Linked DNA regions of Rattus norvegicus: regions 1 and 2 are each linked to region 3. Evidence: chromatin contacts called from public Hi-C data. All regions are on one chromosome and are shown on one strand. Each heading gives the region's core, a stretch centred on a gene start, on an enhancer-like site or on the middle of the called end of the contact. The rest is flanking DNA. Distances are from core to core; before and after follow the strand shown.

Region 1 (2,768 bases), core at 76-2,575, 350 kb before region 3:
GGAAGGCTCTAAGATAAAGTTCCGGATTTGGGGAAAGCAATGAACTTCGAAACCACATGTATTGGGGTCTGAGAGGTGGCTTAGACATTAGAAGCGCACACAAGCAGAGGGCCTGAGTTCAGTGGTCAGCGGCTTGTTGGATGGTTTACAAGTGCCTGTGACTCCAAGTCCACAAGACGCAGCACCCTCTATGGCCACCATGGGGGCCTGCACTCATACGAACATCCCCGCTTCACACACAGACGATTCAAAGTAAAGTCTAAAAATATATAACACTTACTCCAGAGAAAGCAACCATATGAATATGCATTTTTAAAAAAAAATATACCAGAGCTGGGCTTGAAGAGCTAGTTTAGTGCGTAAGAGAACTTACTGCTTTTACAGTGGACCTGGGTTCGGTCCCAAGCACCCACATGGAGTTTGGCCACCACCTGTAAATCCAGTTTGAGGAGATCCAGAGCTTTTCTCTGACATTGGCAGACTCATCCATGCACATGGTACACATACATTCGCTCAACAAATGCATATAACATAAAAATAAATACACATTAAAGGAACAAAAATTTAAAAAAAAACAGTTAATTTCCAAGAGGCAAAGTTTACATTTCCTATAGAGGAAGGACATTCCCGTCTTCCTTTTACGTCCTTTTACGTTACAGAAAGGATCTCTAGACTCAGGAAACATATTTTGGTCTTTGCTTATGAGATAGAAGCTGGTCTTTGACTCACAAGAAAAGCTGAAAACCTGATATGGATGTCTCCTGAGAGGCTCTACCAGAGCCGTACTGATACAGCTGAGGATGCTTGCAGCCAACCATTGGACTGAGCATGGGGACCCCAGTGGAGGAGTTAGAGAAAGAACTGAAGGAAATGAAGGGGTTTGTAACCCCAAAGGAAGAAAAAAATATCAACCAACTGAATTCCCCAGAGCTCCCAGGGACTAAATCACCAACCAAAGACTACACATGAAGGGACCCATGGCTCCAGCAGCATATTTAGCAGAGGATGGCACTGTCCAGCATCAATAGGAGGAGAGGCCGCCCTTGGTCCTGTGAAAGTTCAATAACCCAGTGTAGGGGAATGCTAGGGCATTGAGGCGGGAGTGGGTGGGTGGGAGTGGGAGCATCTGCATAGCAGAGGGAAGTGGGGAGGCAAAGGGGATAACATTTGAAATGTAAATACATAAAATATCCGATAAAAATAAATAAGAAAGAAAGAGAGAAAGAAAGAAAGAAAAGCTGAAAACCAAGAGGGGGTGTGAGAAGTGTCCCGTGCCTGGTGCTGACCAGTGCCATAGATTCCTGTGGCTATGCTCTAGTGACCTGGAACTTGTCTGTGAATCACCTACAGAGATACTTATACACCCAAACAACTGTTATAACAAGACCAGACAACACTATTAACCACAAAATCCACAGTCACTAAAACCCAAGACAGTTCTAATTATTCCACTGCAGACATATAGAATCATTTAACCACAGTGTACAATGCACATAATCATCCTATTAATTTGCTATTTAAATTCATAATAGTCTATTTCATTAAAAGATGGTATTTCTTATATGGCCAACCTAGTTTGCCCAAAGACTTCTGGCAAACATCGATCGGAAGCCTGAAAAAATAGCTTCATTTTATGTCCTGAGACTGGTTGCTTCCAAGTTCTGTCTTCTTTTATAATGCAAGATGTCTCAAACTTCGTTCAGGAACTTGAAGCTCGTCAGTAACTTTATTAAAACGGCGAGAGCATGTGTAGGTACAATGACCTCAGTAAATAAGGTTGTTCTGTCAGGAACATTTAATCTGGCTAAGAAGGAATATTTTATGGGAGAAATCATTAAACAAGGTCAATGGTGCAAGGGCTGTGCTTGCTCAGCTGTTGTCACAGTAGAGTTCGGGTGTCTGTGGGGTGTTGCCAGCAGGCTGTATTTGTATCGAACGGCAAACACTATGCAATGTCCTATGCCCAGAGCCCACTTGATACACTGCACACTTGTAGCGCAGATGCTGACTAACAGTGGAAGTGCAGATCCTGATGAATTTGTCTGCCCTGGTGGAGCAAGAAAACCACACACACACACACACACACACACACACACACACACACACACACACAGGCACACACACGTGCACAGGCACACACACATGCACACACAGGCACACACAAATGCACACACACATTCACACAGGCACACACACACAGGCACAGGCACACACACATGCACAGGCGCACACACACACACACACAGTGATTAAAACGATGTAGTGTCTCCCCTTGCAGCTGCTCTGGGTCAGGATTTAGACACAGTTTGGATTTATGTCTTTGTCTTACAAGGCTGCAGTGAAGGTGTTGCTGGGGTTGGGGACTCATCTGAGGCTTGACTGGAAATGGATCCATTTTCAAGTTAACATACTGTTGTTAAAATTCAAGTCCTTGTGGCCTCAAAGATCAGTGACTTGTTTTGTTGCGGATCTTATTGTATTGCAAGCCTTGCTAGACTCTGGGATGTTTAGTCATTCCTTAGTGTTTGAAATTGCCTAGTGTGTGAAGACCTACTTACTTCCTTAAGGTCAGTGTGTGTGGGGAGGGAGGAGAACACATGGATAAGACAATCATATATAATTACCAATCTTTTGTGTCTAGCCATCTTTGCCATAGCCCCTTGGTTGGCAGCAAACCACAGGGGCAGCCCACACGGGGGAGAGGGAGCTTGCAATTGCTGGGAATCCTTGTGGGAGGGTCATGGGGAGCACTTTAAGACAGTTCATCA
Region 2 (2,832 bases), core at 164-2,663, 320 kb before region 3:
AGTCTGTATAGCATGCCTCCTCTGTGGGGTGCACTGTCCCCTCTGACGTCCCCAGCTGTACCCCTCCTCCATTGAGTTGCTCCTATCAAACATTTGGTGGCAGCCACATGGAAAGCCGACTAGTACAGTACGGATACATTATAGTCATCACAAAAACAGAGGACTGGTTTTCCTCTATCCTCCTCTAAGACCCCTTTCAAGAAACAAAAGTGAGAACCTGCAGATCTTAAAAATCCGAAGTGTCTTCTTTATCACACGTGTCTACTCTTTCACCCTCAGGTAAGGATCAGGTAAGGATCCCAGATACAAAATGGCGGATCCATGACCTAGGAACTGCCTACCACCCCTGCAGTGTCTCTGGTGATGTGAGAGATTTTCTTTTTAGTGTATGCATGTGTTAATGCGTACAAAGATGCACACAGAGATCACAGACTTCCCATCCAATGATCCCTGCCCCTGTGTGTGCTTCAGCCTTTAACAGGCCCCTGGGCTGTGTGCCCAGGGCTGAGGCTCTGCTCATGTTTACAAAGTCAATTCAATCTCACTCGGTTACCATCATTCTAGATTGAAAATCAACTTTCCAGAGCAATGCTCTGAACTTCAGAAGCCGGAATAGCTCTAGCAGGCATCTGGAACTTTGATGTAACCCCCTTCCCACCTCCCCCATATTGTTCCTGGACCATCCATTTGAATCGGAATCGGGTTCTCTCTCTGTCTCTCTCTCTCTCTGTCTCTCTCTCTCTCTCTCTCTCTCTCTCTCTCTCTCTCCACTTCATTACAAATTCCTGAATCCAAGGATCACGTCTAATGTTTCTCAGATATCCTGGTTAATGTGTAGGCGAGAAACTTGTTCAATCGAAGCCCCTAAAAACTTGTTGATGGAGTCAAAAATGAACTTCAAATGTGGAAATGTTTCCAGAGCAAGGGAAACAGTCACTGTTGTGCTTGGAAAACAGGATGGGGATGGGTAAGTTTAAAAGTGTAGCCATCAGACAGGCTCCTTGAGGGGAGTAAATTTCTACATACCGTGAAATCCCCGCGTGAGATCGCACCCAACTTCCTTAGGGAAACAATAAGAGGCAGAAAGTAAGAAAAAAACGGGACGAACTGCGTTTATTTGGTTGCCCCTTGCTCTCTAAGGACTTCAAGGCCATCAATGAGGAAAGGGAGCAAGCTGTCTGTCTGTCTTGATTGGGTTTGTGCTTTTCTCTCTCCTCCCAACCCTGCCTCTGACTCCATTTTTGAAAACCAGCCAGACGATGGCCGCATTTCCAGTTACTGGATGGGTTCCGAGCCAAGCAGCTGTTCAGAAACATCCGAGCGGGCAGCAAATGGCACTGATGGAGTTAAAGGCGGTGACTCAGGCGGGACATTCTCAGCAGGTCAGCTGGAACTCCCTGCTGGGCAGAGAATGCAGCCCCCTCGGGGCAGGTGCCAAACCCAGGAGCAGAGCCCAGGACCACAGAGACTCAGCACACAGTGGCCGTTTCCCTGTTCTCAGTTTTCATGATTTTTTTTATAAGGTGAATTTTTGTCTAACGCAATCCTGAAGGGTGATGGGAAAAACAGGCCGGGCAGCTGTTGACTGTTTGAAACAACAGAGGGGAGGCTGGGTCCCTTGGACTGGCTCCACACACGCCGCCCTGCCAGCTTTCATGATGACTTTCCCATAGAAAATTATGGGTCGAGAGCTCGATCCTGGGCGCTCCTCATGCTGGTCAGTCTCGCTCGGTGAAGGTAAGGCTTTCACGAGCCCAGAGGGGTTTATTCATCCAGGAACACATTTCTACAAAAGATATAGTATTACAAGGTGGCTTAACCAAACAATAAAGACAGACTCACAGCTATGCGAGGGCAAGAGAATAAGGCACACTGGCAGTTTGTGAGCTTATATAATATAGCGCTAACGTGAATAACATTAAAAATACATAAATGGCATCCAACAAGTTTATTATAAAACATAACTGTTGAGGGAGGAGGGAACCTAATTATCCCAACAAACTCAATTCCGACTCAAACCTCCTTTTTACTTTTCCTCTATTTTTCTTTAAATGGCTTTCAAAAACATTTAAAGGTAAATATCTAAAATTTGTTCCTTGCAGGTAGATAGATGATGGTTCAGCAAAGAAGAAACAAACTTTTTCAGTTATTAACGGTTATCAGATTCTCTGATAACTGAAATTATCCATTTCTCTGAAATCCAGGCAAAGATTGTGGGGTTTTCCCATCCTTAGAACTGTCTTTCCCAGAGCACCTATTGTGATTCAGATTGCCAATTCTGAGGCCACTACAATCAAGTTCATTTTGTGATAAGCTCCCAAAATTAACTCTGAAAGAGCAGAAAGGTAGAACTTTAAAAAAAATGAATTAATGATTTGTTCCCTTAAATAAAATGTTTAACGTTGTGTTTGGCCAACTAGATGAGTATTTATCAACCCTCAAGCTTACAGGGAGCTCAGAGACAGAAAGCAGCTTTCTGAGGGATCCTCTTCCTCTGAGAAAATATATTCTGAGTCCAAAAGAGAGCAGTCTGGCCGCCTGTTTCATGGAGCCCAAGAGGAGCATGGGAGGGGGGATGCCCCAAGAACAGACGTGGTGTCCGTGCTGCCTGCCTGGTGATTAGCTGGCAGTAGGCGATTAATAAATATCGGTGGATTTCTTCTTGGCAGAAGAAAGAACAGATTAGTCATTGAGATTCTGTATAAGGGGTGGGATCCAGGGTGATTTAAATCACAGTTTCTAATGTCACTGAAAGCCACCATTAGTGGAGAGAGGAGGAAGGGGAGCCTACGAGGATCCTGTGAAAATGTCCACATGTCCACTTCAGCCTGA
Region 3 (2,700 bases), core at 183-2,682:
CCTGGCTTCGGGCAAACGTGGCTGCGTGTGCATGTGTGTGCGGGGTCGGCGTGGGTACCGGAGCTGGGGGCGGTAGGGGCTGCCACCCAGTCCGGGCCGGGGCGGCGTACAGTAGCGCGCGGGGGCGCGCGGGCCAATTCCAGGAGCGCGGCAGCCGGCCGCGCCCAGCCTGATACCGGAAAGGCCTGTGATTGGCCGTCGGTCTCCCCTATGCAAACGAGCTGAGGGAATGGAATTCCTCGGGCCGGGCTTACAGTAAAAGCACGTTCATTTCCAGGCACTCTCATTCATAGAGCCAGCGGGCGCGGGCAGGACGGGCGCCCCGCGGCCGGACCCAGCCAGGGCACCACGCCGCCCGGCCCCGCGGCTGGCACTTCCATCCTGAGCTACCGGAGACGCAAGAAAGTCACCCTTTGCCGCTCTTCTTAGATCTGCGTTGGACCTCCTTGTTTTCCTTTTCTTTTTGTTTTTCCTTTCTTACTTTTGAATGAACCGGCGTCTAGGCTTTGGATGTTTCAACTTTTCTCCTGGCTGTAAACTTTTCTCCGATTGTTTCTTTTGACAACTGCGGGAGAAAGTGTTCCGGGCTTCCAGGCGAGCGGTGAAGTTGCGTGTGCGTGGCAGGGTGCGTGGGAGTGAGCGTGTGTAACTCGAGTCTACTGGTCTACGGCGCCTCCTCCCAGGCCCGCTCCACCTGCTGCGGTTACACGGTGCTCGCTCGTGGGTATTTGTGCGCCCCAGCAGAAAACCAGCCAGCGCCGGGCGACGTTGGAGGAAGATCATCTTGCTACTGCCAGAGTCTGGGCTGACTCACTCAACCAATGTAGACAGTGGCTGACTTCCGAAGAGTGCATGTCTGCCTGTGTGTGTGTGACCCAACTGCGGCTCAACTCCCACCAAACCACAGGATCAGCCACAAACTTAACCATCGTTCCCAAACCAGAGTCCTCAGCTGTGGGAAGCTCTACCCTGAGTGTCATCGAATTTGATTTTTTTTTTAAGATTAGCTAGAGATCTTCGTAAAGTACTGACCATTTATTTGGCCAGAATTTATTGAGAGAATAATGACAAGTGCTTCTATCCCAGTCTTCTAACTACTGAAGCTGATTTTCAAGGCTACTTAAAAAAAAAAAAAAAAAACTGCGGCGAACATTAATGGATTTCTGTTGTGTTTAAATTCTCTACAGATTGTATTGTAAATATTTTATGAAGTAGATCATGTGTATATATCTATATATACGAGCACATACATTAGTAGCACAATCTTTGAAAGTTGGCGGCTCTCGCTTTTGAGAACGAAGTGAGTTTTTCATGGTAAGAGGGGCGCTCTGTATGGAAGACACTCCCAAGTTTTGTATTTTGTTGAGACTTTAAACAAAACTGACCCGCAAGAAAGAAAAACAAACTGACAGGCAATGAACTGCTGGAACTTCCAAATCTAGTTTGTTTTTTTTTTTTTTCTGGTCATTTTTTTTAATTCTGCGCATAAATATTTTAGGACGCATACGGGAATTTTGCCTCCGGGACCGTTTGTAATAGCCAAAGACTGAACTCCAAACTCTGAAAGCGAGGCTCCTTGGGGCATTTGACTTTGAATTCTGGGTTGCCCACTTTTCAATGCACTAAGCGGCCAGTTGCTAACCCTGCCTGGGTGTAAGGCCGATCCGCGTAACTAGATCTCAGTCCTGCTACCCCCACAACCCTCCGGTAGTAATAAAGGCTCCTGAACTTGTATGTTGGTCTCCCGGGAGCAGCTTGCAGAAGATCCGAGTCCCTGTCGCCGTCTAGTAGGAGCTGTTTTCAGGGTCCTTACTCAATCGGCTTGTTGTGATGCGTATCCCCGTAGATGCCAGCACGAGCCGCCGCTTCACGCCGCCTTCCACCGCGCTGAGCCCCGGCAAGATGAGCGAGGCGCTGCCGCTGGGCGCCCCGGATGGCGGCGCCGCCCTGGCCAGCAAGCTGAGGAGCGGCGACCGCAGCATGGTGGAGGTACTAGCTGACCACCCCGGCGAGCTAGTCCGCACCGACAGCCCCAACTTCCTCTGCTCCGTGCTGCCCACTCACTGGCGCTGCAACAAGACCCTGCCCATCGCTTTCAAGGTACTCCTGTCTAGAGAGGGTGGCGGGAGGAGCAGGTGGAGGCCGGCCGCTGGCCAGAGTGAGCCTAGGGGGCAGAGGCTAAGGCGGCTTCTAGAGAAGGGTGCTGCCTGTATAAGCCTCTGTTTGGTCCTTCTCACTGAGTTTGGGATGGGGGGGAGGATGCTGCGTTGCCGTGGCGACCCTCGGAAGGGACCCACCTTGGCCACCCGCAGAGGTATCCAAGAGAGAGTTTTGGTTGTTTTGGTTTTTGGTTTTTTTTGGGGGGGTTTTTTGTTTTTTGTTTTTTAATTTTTATTTTTTAAGATAATCCCAGAACATCTGCCAAGGACCTTCCTTATCTTTGCTACGAAATTAGAAAAAGTTAGAACCTTGGAGCGGGCCAGTCCATCTTCCTTAGTTAGGCTCCCTGGACCTCTGGATGGACACCCATCTCTCAAATGAAGAGATAGATGGACACCTATCTCTCAAATGAAGGCATCGGGAAATAAAATAAAAGATGCTTTACTATCTTCCGGTCAGTAAAAATAAACCAAGGGGACGCCAGGGATCCCACCCCCCACCCCGCCGGTTCGTTTGTTTTTTGTTTTGTTTTTTTTTTTA

Evidence for each region. A called contact is a pair of places that touch in the nucleus more often than the background predicts.
Region 1: a Hi-C map of the A7r5 cell line shows a contact between it and region 3, with 4 times the contacts expected there. The contact joins the enhancer-like site here to the promoter of Runx1 in region 3. A contact is called at or near these places in 3 of 12 Hi-C or Micro-C datasets (the A7r5 cell line, Schwann cells and psoas muscle).
Region 2: a contact with region 3 is called in a Hi-C map of mammary epithelial cells, with 6 times the contacts expected there. The contact joins the enhancer-like site here to the promoter of Runx1 in region 3. A contact is called at or near these places in 6 of 12 Hi-C or Micro-C datasets (the Rat2 cell line, kidney, liver and 2 more).

Annotation. Positions count from the first base shown.
Region 1 is chr11:45,770,133-45,772,900 of GRCr8, reverse strand. No RefSeq gene overlaps it. Among named protein-coding and RNA genes, the nearest start is that of Mir802, 340 kb to the left of the region's middle. Within about 2 kb of position 1,325, at least 1 of the 93 cell types and tissues checked has an H3K27ac peak or open chromatin away from gene starts, as enhancers often do. A contact at or near this core is called in the A7r5 cell line, where this site is marked.
Region 2 is chr11:45,741,997-45,744,828 of GRCr8, reverse strand. No RefSeq gene overlaps it. Among named protein-coding and RNA genes, the nearest start is that of Runx1, 320 kb to the right of the region's middle. Within about 2 kb of position 1,413, at least 6 of the 93 cell types and tissues checked have an H3K27ac peak or open chromatin away from gene starts, as enhancers often do.
Region 3 is chr11:45,420,057-45,422,756 of GRCr8, reverse strand. Runx1 (RUNX family transcription factor 1) reads left to right here and starts at 1,432. Exons shown (of 6, transcript NM_017325.2): 1 at 1,432-2,100. The coding sequence starts at 1,831.